Regions from separate parts of the Mus musculus genome. Here region 2 is linked to region 1. The links are chromatin contacts, called in public promoter capture Hi-C maps. All regions are on one chromosome and are shown on one strand. Each heading gives the region's core, a stretch centred on a gene start, on an enhancer-like site or on the middle of the called end of the contact. The rest is flanking DNA. Distances are from core to core; before and after follow the strand shown. Region 1 holds the start of Hspb7 (heat shock protein family, member 7 (cardiovascular)). Region 2 holds the start of Ctrcos (chymotrypsin C (caldecrin), opposite strand).

Region 1 (6,874 bases), core at 1,946-4,445:
ATGTTTTCTATGATGTCAAAGTGGGTGGGAGCCTACTGTTCTGCACAGCCAGGGCCACCCTCCCCTCACCCATCTATCAACAGATGGTTAGCTGTTCTGTTGACAACCCAAACATGTCTCCAGTACTGGGCAGCTAGCTAGCACTAGCTGACCACACATGTCCACACCCTACTGGGAGCACCAGGAAGCTGAGACAGGACTGCCAGGGTAACACCCTCTTAAATGCACTAACCCTACCTGCCATTCCCCTACCCCAAGAAGGCCTTCCTCCTAGCCTCAGTGCCAGGAGCCACAGAGGCAGCTACCGGGCTAGGACAGCTCCGAAGCCAGAGAGGATCTGTCACCAACTCCTTCCTCACTCGGGTCCTTGGTCACTTCTGTCCCATGAGTCTTGCGGCATGGCTTGCCTGCCTCATTCACCTAAGTTTCCCAGGCCCAAACATCACCCAAGAGGTGTTCTGTAAACAGATTCCTAACTCTGGCCTTCAGGCTGGCTGGAGCTGAGGGCAAAGAATTCCTGGTCCTCAGAAGTCCATTCAGAAGTAAGTATGTATATATGTATGTATGTATGTATGTATGTATGTATGTATGTATGTATGTATGTATGTATGTATTAAATCACCAGGCTTATTTTTTAAAGATTTATTTATTATTATACACAAGTACACTGTAGCTGTCTTCAGATGTGCCAGAAGAGGGCATCAGATCTCATTACGGGTGGTTGTGAGCCACCATGTGGTTTCTGGGATTTGAACTCAGGACCTTCGGAAGAGCAGTCAGTGCTCTTACCTTCTGAGCCATCTTGCCAGCCCCCAATCACCAGGTTTATTTTGGGCTGGAGAGATGGCTCAGTAGTTAAGAGCACTTGTCCCTGAAGAGGACCCCTGTTCGATTTCCAGCCCCCCACTTACAACCATCCATAACTCCAGTTCCAGGGGATCCAATATCCTCTTCTGGTCTCCATGGGCACACAGCATGCATGTGGTACCCAAGTATACATGCAGACAAAACACTCACTCGCTTATTTTCTTTTTAATTGTGTGTCTATGTGTGGGTGAATGAGTGTAGTACCCACAGAAGTCAGAGGATGGTGTTGGATGCCTTGGAACTGGAGTTCGAGGTGGTTATGAGCTGCTGTTGTGGGTGCTGAGAGCCAAAGTCAGGTCCTCAGCAAAAGCAGTATGCTGAGGTATCTCTGCAGCCACCAGAAAGTATGCTGAGGTATCTCTGCAGCCACCAGAAAGTATGCTGAGGTATCTCTGCAGCCACCAGAAAGTATGCTGAGGTATCTCTGCAGCCACCAGAAAGAATGGGGGGAGCACCTGTGTTTGTGAAAATGCTCCCAGAAAGGAAGATGCCCCAAATGTAAGGGACTGAACCGTCATCTTTTTGGGAATTTTGATTTGGAGTATGTATGTATGTATGTATGTATGTATTGTGTATGTATGTATGTATGTAGTATGTATTATGTATGTATGTAGTATGTATGTATGTATGTATACTAATTTGTGTGTAAAAATGCTTGCCTGCCTATATGTCTGTGCACCACATGTGTGCCTGGTGCTCGTTGTGGAACCAGAAGAGGGCATTGGAGCGCCTGGATCTGGAGTTACAGAGTGTCCTGAGCCACCACGTAGCTGGGAATCACACCCTGGTCCTCTGGAAGAGCAGCCAGTGCTCTTACCTACTGAGCTACCTCTCAGCCCCTGAGGTTCTTGGTTTTTTGTTTTTGGTTTTTGGTTTTTCGAGACAGGGTTTCTCTGTATAGCTCTGGCTCTCCTGGAACTCACTCTTGTAGACCAGGCTGGCCTCGAACTCAGAAATACGCCTGCCTCTGCCTCCCGAGTGCTGGGATTAAAGGCGTGCGCCACCACGCCCCGCTCGAGGTTCTTGTTTTTGACAGTCTCATACTTGTGTACGATCCACTGAGATCGCCTTCACCGCACTCCCAGATTCTCTGTCGCCCCGCCCCTATGCTCCTTCCTGCTAACACCCCCGCTTTTATGCAAAGGTTCCTCTTTTCCCCAGGCCCCATGCAGACAGCCACGGCTTCTGTGTAGTCATGCTTGCAAGGTCATGTCATCCGCAGGTGACAGCACCCCACCACACACCTCCCTCCATCCTCCCATCCCCTCTCTGTGGTGCTCCTTGGACTTTGGAGAGGCTATTGTTTTGGGTGTTTTTCAAACAGGGTTTCAGGAATAATGACCTCCAGCTTCCTATGAAGCCGAGGCTGACCTTGAACTCCCGATCCTCCAGGGGCAACAGGCATGTCCCACCACACCCAACTATGGACCAGATCGGCTCTGAAACTCCTCTCGTCTCTGGGATCTGGCAGAGAAGCATGTCTGGTGTCAGGAGAATGACCTTGGTGACCTTTCGAGGTCCTGCCTGGCCACTGAAGCCAGCACTCAATATTTATGTGGATGACTGCTCAGGAGTGTGGGGAAAGGAGGGGGGATGGTGGGCGGGCGTGGGGGAGTAAAGCGAGCTGACACCCAGCGGCAGTGACTCAGGCCCTCAGCACCGTGACAGTGACAGCGTGTCTGCTTTTAGCTGGTGGCTCTTGTGTCCCTGGCGGGCTTCTCCAGGGGGCCCCCCACCTCTGTCTGTCTCACCTCAGTACCGGTGAGCCTCTGAAGCCTTGCCAGACACACTTCAGCTGGGACTGGCAACACAAACTAAAGTTGCAGTAGGAATCTGGGGGTTGACAGAGCCCTCTATCTCCAGCCATTATTCTGGCCCCCAGCTGTGTCCAGTCCTGTTCTCACTTCACAAATCACTGGGGATGCAGCTGGAGCCAAAGACAAGAAGGGCGGTCCCCACACCTTCAGGAACTCGCAGGTTGATGGGGAAAGACAGGTGAACCTCCTCAGGATTAGGGACTAGGGGAAACCACAGAGAGGTCTCAGAACTCACAAAAACTGTCACTCTGCCAGGTGTTGGGGGACTCTGAACAGAAGGAGCCCTGTGTGGGCTGGAGAAAGCAGAGGCTTCCATGGGAGAGCGAGAGGAGGTGGTTATATGGGGAGGTGAAGATCTGGAGAAGTGTACTCCAAAATTAAGGCATGGGCTGAGCGCTTCCCTAGGCTTCTGCCTCCTGCCCAGCATCAGAATCCGGGATTCTACTCAAAAGTCAACGGAAAAAGAGGAGATTCTCGGACACAGGGGTCTAGCACATCTGGATGGAATCCCAGCCATTCCAACGTACTTAGGTTCAGCCCACCCCTCCTAGGAGGCTGTATTTCCTGGTCTGGAAACTGGCCTCAAAGCTCCTCTTTTTGAGTTGTGTTAAGATCAAAGAGGGCTCTGCTGGGAAGAGACAGCAGTGGCCAGAGACATCGTGGAAGCCGGAGCTAAGGCACCTGTCAGCGGTCGACCTTACCTGGATGTGAAATCATGTGACTAGGACGCTTGGGCAGACACCAACTCTGAGCCTGAGGTAGAGCGAGCAGACTGTTCCCAGCAACTTTGCCCCTTAGACCTTTCGTGTTATCTGCTCTTTCCCTGAAGCTGGGCCCAACCCCACCCCCACAGCCTCAACTCCAGCCGCCAGCTCTCTTTTCCTCTGCCTCTTATGGTCCTGGGAGTGGGGATAAGGTGAAGAATCACCAGTCCCTGTGGCAGATGACAGGGGTCACCCACACGTTCTATCTCCCCTCCCTGGGCTTTCTCAGCCTTCCCTAAGAGATAGCTGGACCTGGAGCGCCTCGGAATCCCTCGGGGTACCTGCATGTATATACTCTCTCCTCAGGAGTCTAATAAGGGAGGCACAGGCCCTGGGGGGCACAGTACAAGAGGAGAGGAGGGTCCCAGGCTATCGAGGGGACCAACAAACCACGAAGTCCTGGGGACAGGCACAGGGCAGGACCCACCCCCTGCCCTGGCAGGTACAGAGGTCCTTGGGGCTGGAGCTCTGGACTAACAGTGCCAGGTGGTGAGCTCAGCCTTGCAACCCTGCCCTCCTGTGTCGGGCTGTCAGCAGAGCCGTTTCTCCCAAGAAGATTTCCAGGCCCCTCTGGGCAATGAAGAGGCCTAAATTTAGCCAGCAGACAAGGGGCTGGCCTCGAGCCCAGGGACAGTTGGGCCTTATAAAGCGCTGGCAGTCAGGGGCCCCGGCACGCTTCCGTGGAGGCCTGGACCCACTCGTTTCTCCAGCCCAGCCCCTGCCCGTCTGGACAGGGACCCCCGCTGCCTGTGGATGAGCCATCGGACCTCCTCCGCCTTCAGAGCGGAGAGAAGCTTCCGTTCCTCTTCCTCCTCCTCCTCCTCCTCTTCTTCTTCGGCCTCCCGTGCCCTTCCAGCCCAGGACCCACCCATGGAGAAGGCTTTGAGCATGTTTTCAGACGACTTTGGCAGTTTTATGCTGCCCCACTCGGAGCCCCTGGCCTTCCCAGGCAAGTGCTGGGGCTCTGAGGGGAGGGGAGGGCCACAGGTGGGGGACATCTGCTCCAGGCCATCGCCGAGCATGCTGTGGCCACCCACCTGCCAGACATAGGTGCCGCATGGGTCACAGCCATATGTGGCTGTCAAGGTAGACCTGGCCACCAAGACAGATGTGGCTACGATATAGGTGGGCTACCTGGGACCCTAGGGGTGAGATGTGAATCAAATAGTCTCATATGGCCAGTGTCATAGCGGGAGCCCTGGAGGGCTGGCGCTGGGACTGAGGGGCGGCTGGCCCTTCAGAGCTTCCAGGTCAAATTGCTAAAGGGGGAACTTGTCTGCGTAGACACAGATTGAGGTGCGTGAGGCTCACCTCACTCCATCCCTCGGGGACAAGGTAGGCTGCAAAAGTGAGGCGAGGGGCTGTTGTCTGGGAGAGTCACTCATTTCCCCAAGAGAAGAGCAGAGACCCTGAGGGTCTGAGGCTCCGGCTTGCCTGGTGCCCAGCTTATATAGCAGCCTTGCCCACAGCCCGTCCCGGGGGCCAAGGAAACATCAAGACCCTCGGGGATGCCTACGAGTTTACAGTGGACATGAGAGACTTCTCCCCTGAAGACATCATTGTCACCACCTTCAACAACCACATCGAGGTGCGGGCTGAGAAGGTGAGTCTGGCCCCTGGCCCGCCCCAGGGTCCCCACCTTTGCTCCTGCACTCTGCCTGGTCTAGCCTGGTCTCTGGGCCCTACTTTCCCCCTATCTTTGTAGGCTTCGTACCCTGATTTATGTTCCTTCCCTGTCTGTACCCAGGGTAAACTACAGCCCTTTCCCAGTGGGCTCACGGGCCAGGGACCTTTACAGTCCCTCTCCAACCTAAGGGTCACAGAACCTGTCTTTGGGGACCATGCCATGGCACCTGAGGACCCTCTAGGGATGGGCAAGGGATCCTGGGATGAGGTCAGAGAGGAACCTGAGTGATGGAGATGTAAGGGGGGTGAGGAGATGAGGACAGTCACCATGGTGGAAAGTGACCACGGTGCAGGAGGGACAGCTCCCTGGCACAGGGTAGAGGAGGTGGCAATGACACACCCAACCTGGGCAACACGGTCCATTCCTACCACATCTCTACCTCGCCTTCATCCCAGAGCCAAAAGTCTGGGTCCTGTCGTGGCACCTCCATACTGGGACTGAGGCTGAGCAGAAAGCCCTGAAGCTGAGTCACAACCACCCTCCACCTCATGTACCTTACCCGGAGTCTCAGGGTACCTAGATCATCAGAGGAGCACGGCCAGCAGCTATCCCAGCTCTTAAGCCTGTGCTTAAGGATATTCTTAAATATTCTTAGAGGATATTTATCAACACCTTCCTGCCACCCCCAAGCCTGGCTAGCTCTCCTAACTCAGGCTGGACACTGGGAAACCCTGCCAGGGGTTCGAGGACTGCGCCACTGGCCGCACGTGCCAGCCCCACATCCCAAGAGTGACTCAGCCAGCCAGCTCCACTGAACACTATGTGCTGGGCTGCTCGTGGGGGAGGGCAGGGGCCCTGATGTGGACACTCAGGGTGCCTGGGGAGCCAGAGGGCACAGCTGTGTCATCTCCCCACTATGGCTCAAGAATCTCAGACTTCCAGTCACTGCTGTGGAAGCTCAACCCTTATTGAGCCCCACCCAGCCCCATCCTATACCCAGCTTCCCTGGGGACCCCTAGAAGGCCTCTGAGTCCCTCTGCACAGCCCTGGGATCCTGGGCACCCCAACACCCCTGGCCAGATCTTTTGTACCCTGATAGCTGAACCCCTCATCACACAGTGGGGTAACTGAAGACAGAGAGCAAAGACGAGACTCTGGCTTGATTTTGGGGTGAGGCTAAGGCTAGGGCAGCCATTCCTGACCTGTCATCTGTCCCCCAGCTGGCAGCTGATGGCACAGTCATGAACACCTTTGCTCACAAGTGCCAACTACCAGAGGATGTGGACCCAACATCGGTGACCTCGGCCCTTCGAGAGGATGGTAGCCTCACCATCCGGGCGCGGCGCCACCCCCACACAGAACATGTCCAGCAGACCTTCCGGACTGAGATAAAAATCTGAGGGTCTCTCCACCCCTGGCCTCCCCCTTATCTCCTCCCCCACTGGCCTGCCGGTGAGGTCACCATGATCCCTGACAATGACCCCTCAGAACATCTCAGCCTAGGCCCCAGTCACTCCACACACTCTCAGGCCCCAGGTGGGTCACCCCTGCCCCAAACTAGGGCATCCCTCTCCATCCAACGCAGTCCAGGGACCTGTCTGCTCTCACCCAGATAGACCCTCCCTATCTAAGTTCACAATAGAGGGGCTGAGGTACCAACCTGGAGAGCAAGACGAGGGCAGAGTCTAACACAGAGTGGCGGCTTCAATGGCATTTCTGCAGGGCAGGGGACCAGAAGCCCCTTCCTGGCAAATGAGAGGCTGGCCACAAGCAGGGCTTCTGGCCTAGGTAGACTGCCT
Region 2 (6,669 bases), core at 2,442-4,941, 420 kb after region 1:
TAGGCAAGCACTCTACCACTGAACTAAATCCCTAGGCTTCTCTTAACTTTTCATTTTGTGACAGGGTCTCCCTGTGTTGCCCAGGCTGGTCTCTGACTCACTCTGTACTGAGGCAGGTTGACCTGTGGCCCTTCTGCCTCAGCTGGGATCTTGGGGCCTTGTCCATCATTTCCTTCCTTCACTCCATCTTTAGGGGCCATATCTAAAGACTTTCCTCCCCCAGGAGGTCCTAAGAGCTAACCTCTGCTATCTCCAAGTCTTTTTTTTTTTTTTTTTTTGGTTTTTCGAGACAGGGTTTCTCTGTGTAGCCCTGGCTATCCTGGAACTCACTCTGTAGACCAGGCTGGCCTCGAACTCAGAAATCCGCCTGCCTCTGCCTCCCAAGTGCTGGGATTAAAGGCGTGCACCACCACGCCCGGCTCTATCTCCAAGTCTTAATAGCTCTAATTCCCATTCTACCATCTGGTTCAGGCATCTTTTTGGGCATGTGTTTGCCATGAGATCTAGCCTCCTACCCTTAAGGGGACAGTTAGTTTATTATTTTGATACAGGTTCTCATGTAACCTAGGTTAACCTCCCTGTGAAGTAACCTTGAACTCTTGATTTTCCACTTCCACCTTTCAAGTTTTGCATCACAGGCCTGCCTCTTATTTTTAGCTTATTTCTATGGCTAAGGCAATGAGCCCATCCCTGTTCTAGCCTATTTAATCCTTGTGTCAGCCGTCACCTTCACTTGTGACATGCTTGTCACGTGGTCTGGGTTAAATAATAAGTACTAGCTGTTATTATCACATGGGAGACATGCTGATCGACAGTGGCACCTCCTTCGCGAAGCCTCGGGGATTTCTCTGTGCTGGCTGTACTCACTCCAGAGGCGACCCCAGCCAGTGACATAGCAGGGATAGTCCCCAGGCAGCAAGGAATCTTGCTCTGGGATACAGGCCACCTGGATGGTGTCGCTCAGCTCCACAGGCTCAGCCAACTTGATGATGGCGATGTCGTTCCTAGAATGCAAAGTGGACAGAAGGCAGTGCTGGGTGTCGAGCTTTGGTGGCTAGGGATCTGCTAGCAGCTAGGTAACAAAGCTGGGGGCAGGAGGGACTCTGGATGACAAATGGCTCGTGTGTGTGTGTGTGTGTGTGTGTGTGTGTGTGTGTGTGTGTGTGCAGAGGCCAGAAGACATCAGATGTCCTGGTCTAACCCTCACCACGGTATTCCCTGGACAGTATCTCTCACCAGACTGAGGCTGGCAGCCGGCAATCCCTAGCAATCCTTAAGTCTCCCCTTCCCACAGCACTGGGGTTACCACACACAGCTTCTCATGTGAGTGCTGGGATCTGAACTGGGGTCCCCCGGCTTGCACAGTGTGCTGTCTATGTCTGATTGATGGGCTGGTGGTCCTGGTGAGTAAGCCGTGGGGAGCAAGCCAGTAAGCAGCATCCCTCCATGGCCTCTGCATCAGCTCCTGCCTCCAGGTTCCTGCCCTGCTCGAGCTCTTGTTCCAGTTTCCTCAGTGCTGGGCTGTCACCTGGAAGTCTACGATAAAACAAACCTTGCCGAGTAGTGATGGCAGACGCCTTTAATCACAGCACTCTGGAAGCAGAGGCAGGTTTTGACAATCAAAAACAAAAGATAAATCCTTTTCTTGCCAAGTTGCTTTCGGCATATTTACCACCACCGCAGAAACCCTAAGACACACAGCAAGTGCTCTTAACCATGCAGCCACCTTTCCAGCCCTAAGCGACCTTCCAGTAGGTGCATCTGTCCCCTAAGATGTGACTTCTTCCCCCTATGCCAGTTCATGAGAGCTCAACAGAGTGAGCTCTTCAGGACCACTGTAAAGGGCCTGGGAAGGAGCTGCAGCCGGCCCAGTATGATCACAAAGGCCTGTGCAGGTTCATTTAACTACTCTCTGCTGCCAGAGAGAGAGACAATTGGTGATCCGGTGGTGACGTGGACCACATTTCTGTCTCTCTGTCTCTGTGTCTTTCTCTGTCTCTCTCTCTTTAGCTTTAGTTTTTTGAGATAGGGGTTTGTTTTTGGATAGTCTTAGCTGTTCTGACCTTGAACTCAGATCTGCTTGCCTCTGCTTCCTGAGTCCTGGGCTTAAAGATGTGCACCACCCCTACCATCTGGCTGTTGCGTTGTTTGTTTTGAGACAGTATCTCTCTCTCTCTCTTTTTCTCTCTCTCTCTCAAGATTTATGTATTTCATGTATGTGAGTACACTGGATGTACACACCAGAAGGCACCAGATCCCATTACAGATGGTTGTGAGCCACCATGTGGTTGCTGGGAATTGAACTCAGGACCTCTGGAAGAGCAGTCAGTGTTCTTAACCACTGAGTCATCTTTCCAGGCAGAGACAGAGTCTCTTTACATAGCTCTGACTGTCCTGGAACTCATGCAGACCAAACTGCTGGCCTTGAACTTACAGAGATCCTCCAGCCTTAAAGGGGATTAAAGGCATGTGCCAGCAAGCTCCACATGGATTCTCTCTCTCTCTCCTTCCTCTCTCCTCTTCTCCTCCTCCTCCTCCTCCTTCTCCCCCACCCTACGACAGGGTTTCCCTGTGTAGCTCTGGCTGTCCTGGAACTCACTCTGTAGACCAGGCTGGCCTCGAACTCAGAAAGGCCTCTACCTCCCAGGTGCTGGGATTAAAGGCGTATGCCACCAACTCCACCACTGCCAGGCTGGAGTGTATTTCTTAACTTCTCTTAGCTTTAGTTCCCTGTCTAGGGTTGTTGTGAGACTTAGAGGAGAGATGGCGTCTCACATGCCTGTTGCAATCTGGGCAGGCGCTCAGCACTCCGTATAGGTGACTCTTGGCTCAGCCTCTGGCTGAGTGAATTCTGGACAGCATGGTGGGAGCCTCAGGGATAGAGATTCCCGTGTACTTCACCCATATCCTTGGTCAGTGTGAAGGTCTGAGTGAGTGCCATCCTGTATTCCTGCCAGCTGGGCATGCCGAGAGCTGGGGCCAGACTCTGTGGCTCCATCTTGGGGACCCTTCTCCCGTGCTGCACCAGGGCTGGCTCTCACCACAGCAGAAGACGGTTCCACTTCTCATGGACGTAGATGGTATCCACCTCCGCGTACACGGAGCCTTCCTCATCCTCCACTGTCAGGTTATACTTCCCCAGGCCCACGCGGTAGGTCAAGTTTGTGCTAGAGGTGGGAAGGAGAGATGTCAAATGGCCTCAGGCAGGGCCAACAGGGAACTGAGAGCTTTAGGGGCCTGGTCCTCTTCTGACAGCAGGGCTTTGCGGGAAGGGGGAAGTCTGTTCCCATAGCCCCTGTACAAGATTGGAGAAGAACCACAGCTTAGAGCCAGGGTCTCGGTCAGGTGGGGACTTTACCTTGCTGCTCTAGACTGGCAGACTAGGAGAGGCCAAGCTGCCCGCTGTCAACTCAGGCTTCCACGTGGCTGTAGGCACCTGAGTGACACCTGCTTGGCTCTGTCCTCCCTAGTACAAGCTCCTCCTGCCCTGAGATGGCAGGCGAGTGAGCACCATCATACCTGCTGAGGAGCTAACTCACACCCTGAAGCCCTTCCCACAGCAATGTCTCTCTCTAGTCATACTGTGGTCCTTGCATACACGCCCTGACTCCTCCCCCACCCCTATTTCCGCCCCCCCCCCCCAATCCTCACACTGTGCTCCCAGAAGGCCACCTCAGTTCTCAGAGTCTCCCACTTCAGGCTGATCCTGGAATCCCACAGATCAGTGAGTGATCTTCCTTTTGTGTCTTTGCCCAGATCCATTGGTCTTTCTTCCCATCTCTTTCTTTCCCCCCCACTTCCTCCTTCCCTCTTTACCTCTTTACCCTGCCTCTTTCCTTCTTTCTTCGTTTTAGCCCAGGCTGGCCTCAAATGCATAGCCAAGGATAGTCTTCAACCTCTGAACCTCTGATCTCCCTTCCTCTACTTCTCAAGTGACCAGGTTACAGGTGTGTATTAGCACACCTGTTTTTATGTGACATTAGGGTGTGTGTGTGTGTGTGTACATGTATCCAGGGCTTTGTGTATGCTAAGAAGGAACTCCACCAACTAAGCTATACCCCCAGTTCCCTTATTTTATGATTTTAATCCCTCCCTCCCTCCCTCCTACTTCCAGGCTATCTTCTTTTAACTTGAGCCAGAACCACCTTGTGCCCTCCCCCTTCTTCCAGCCTCATTTTTGTTTGACAAATTACACGTCGACTTGTTCATATGCCAACTGAATACTACTACACTTGATCTTAGCCAAAAGGCCGAGAAGCGATATGTCAACTGAATTAACAAACAGGCGAGTCAGCCGAGGACAGCAGCTAACAGAGCCCAGTGCCTGGACTGTTGGCTCCTCGCTGGTCTCCAGGTGTCGCTCCCACTCACTTGATGCAGTGGGCAGCAGTGAGGACGTGGCTGGTGGTGATGAGACTGCCCCCACAGGTGTGCCTCCAAGTGTCATCCCTGAGGTACTGAAGAGAGACCTGCAGAAGGACCTTGAGTCAGCCCTCCGGGGATGCCCAGCCCTGCCCCTCCCACCCCTGTATCTGCCTCGAAGCAAGCTTACCTGCCAAGGCCAGCTTTGGGGACAGCATCCTCTCCTCCTACCACTCTGGCTGACAGGTTGGGTGGGAAGGTGGGGTCCCCACAGCTGGAGGCTGGGGAGAGAGGGAGGTGCAGGTGAGCAGGCTGGCCCTCTGGGTAGGGGGAGATGGGAAAGCTCCTGTTTGGTGGTTCATATTCTACTTTGTGACTGGGGAGAGTCCACATGTGTGTGTGTGTGTGTGTGTGTGTGTGTGTGTGTGTGTGTGTGTGATGCAGGAAGAATGACCTCAATCAGGGAGTCTCCCGAGAACTAAGCCACTTGACACATTTAAAGAACCACACAGAAGGAGAAGTGGGAGCAACAGGCAGTGACTGGTGCTCTTGAGGGACTAAGGCTATCTTCTGTAGGTCACAGTGCAGTGTGTGATGGAGGGCCACTCAACATGGACCACTCAGAGTCCCACACTATCATGTCTCTGTCTCGGACATTGTGTGGATGAGTTAAGAGTGTCTGCTCTGAGGTGAGGCGATGGAGCCGGCATTCTGGCTGTTAGGCAGTATGTGGTCTTCTGGCAGGATACTGAGCTCCACTGGACCTCCGAGTTCCCGCTGTTGAATGGAGACAGAGACAGACCCAGTACATGTAGGGTCTAGCTTGCTCTTGTGTCTAGAGAGCCCTTAGGATTCTTAGTCAAGAGCTTTCACTTGTCAAAACCAAACCAAACACCGGTCACAACCTCAGTTTGTGATCTGGGAGAATGTCACCAATAAACGGGAGAGCAAAGAACTCTGTGGGACTGGGGCTCCCTGGAGTGAACCCAGAGTGAAGTGCCTACTGTGGGCTTTGTTCAGGGTCACCTGACTAAACCTCAAACTCTGGAGGAAGCTCTCCATCCCTTCTCCAGGACCTACCAATCTGGAAGAGGCTCAACCAACACACAGATGCTCGCTCAGTGGGTGAATCCACACAGGACCCCAAAAGTGCCTTTTGGGGGAGCAGAGGACGCCCCCAAGGCCAGCTTGATCTTACAACCAGCTGGCTGCAGCTGGTCCCCACTCCCAAGCTTACCGCAGGCCAGGATGGCAGCGAGGACTGTAATTCCCAACATGGTTCAGGTGTTGAGGACTGGCTGGTGTGACCAGGCAGGGCATTTATAGGCATCCGAGACAGGAGGTGAGGCCACAGGGGCCAATGCTGAGCTAAGTCTGGGACAAACCTGTCCGGACAAGGCCTTTCCCTAACCTTGGTAATGACTGTTTAATTTGGGTAGGCCATGTGGTTGGCTAGAAGCATGGGGTTTCCAAGGTGGAGTGCATTCAGCCAGCCTCCTTTTTCTGTCAGAGCATGTGGAACTGAACTCCAGGGCTGCCGTCTGCCTTTGAAGATGTTGTGACTCGGTTTGTATATTTTTCTACTGATTTTTACTTTATTGTGATTACTTTTACAATGTAATGTGGAGAGCTCTTGGTGCCCCTTCAAGAGCATTGGCAAGAATGATTTACATTAGACTGGGACAAGGAAGTGGGCACAAGATAAATACAACTGAAAGATGTGTTCTTTTTTTGTTTTTGTTTTTGTTTTTGTTTTTTTTTGAAAGGTTTATTTATTTCATGTCTATGAGTACACTGTAGCTGTCTTCAGACACACCAAAAGAGGACATCGGATCCCATGACGGATGGTTGTGAGCCACCATGTGGTTGCTGGGAATTGAACTCAGGACCTCTGGAAGAACAAGCAACTAGGGCTCTTAACCGCTGAGTCATCTCTCCAGCCTGGATGTGTTCTTTGTATCTCGATCATCTTAAGTCCCTGAATAAATAGCAATCACGGAACCTTTGTTTATGCCTTGACTACTTTGCCCCTAATGTACCAGTGACCCTATTTTTTTGCATGTACCTAGAATGGTATCAAAGCAGACTGGGAAAAAATAAACCCACTCCAGCATTGGCTGGGGTCATGATATAATGTTGTCTACTTGTCTTTTTTTTTTTTCTTTAATCTTCAATCCTTCCCTCGGGACCCTGTTGACTAAGCTGGCTTGGTCAATGTAAAGATGCCTTTATATGTATGCGTGTTTGCCTACCTGTGTCTCTGTACACTACATGTAAGCCTGCTGCCCTGGGAAGCCCGAAGAAGAG

What was found. Promoter capture Hi-C pulls out the DNA fragments that hold promoters and counts their contacts.
Region 2: a promoter capture Hi-C map of pre-B cells shows a contact between it and region 1, with 2.7 times the contacts expected there. The contact joins the promoter of Ctrcos here to the promoter of Hspb7 in region 1. A contact is called at or near these places in 14 of 39 promoter capture datasets (the 3T3-L1 cell line, 3T3-L1-derived adipocytes, the C10 cell line and 8 more) and 2 of 484 Hi-C or Micro-C datasets (B cells and liver).

Annotation. Positions count from the first base shown.
Region 1 is chr4:141,417,584-141,424,457 of GRCm38.p6, forward strand. It overlaps Hspb7 (heat shock protein family, member 7 (cardiovascular)), which reads left to right and starts at 3,196. Exons shown (of 3, transcript NM_013868.4): 1 at 3,196-4,397; 2 at 4,918-5,051; 3 at 6,296-6,874. The coding sequence starts at 4,202. The coding sequence ends at 6,475.
Region 2 is chr4:141,840,630-141,847,298 of GRCm38.p6, forward strand. It overlaps Ctrcos (chymotrypsin C (caldecrin), opposite strand), which reads left to right and starts at 3,692. Exons shown (of 3, transcript NR_040641.1): 1 at 3,692-3,724; 2 at 5,873-5,928; 3 at 6,129-6,361. It also overlaps the pseudogene Ctrc.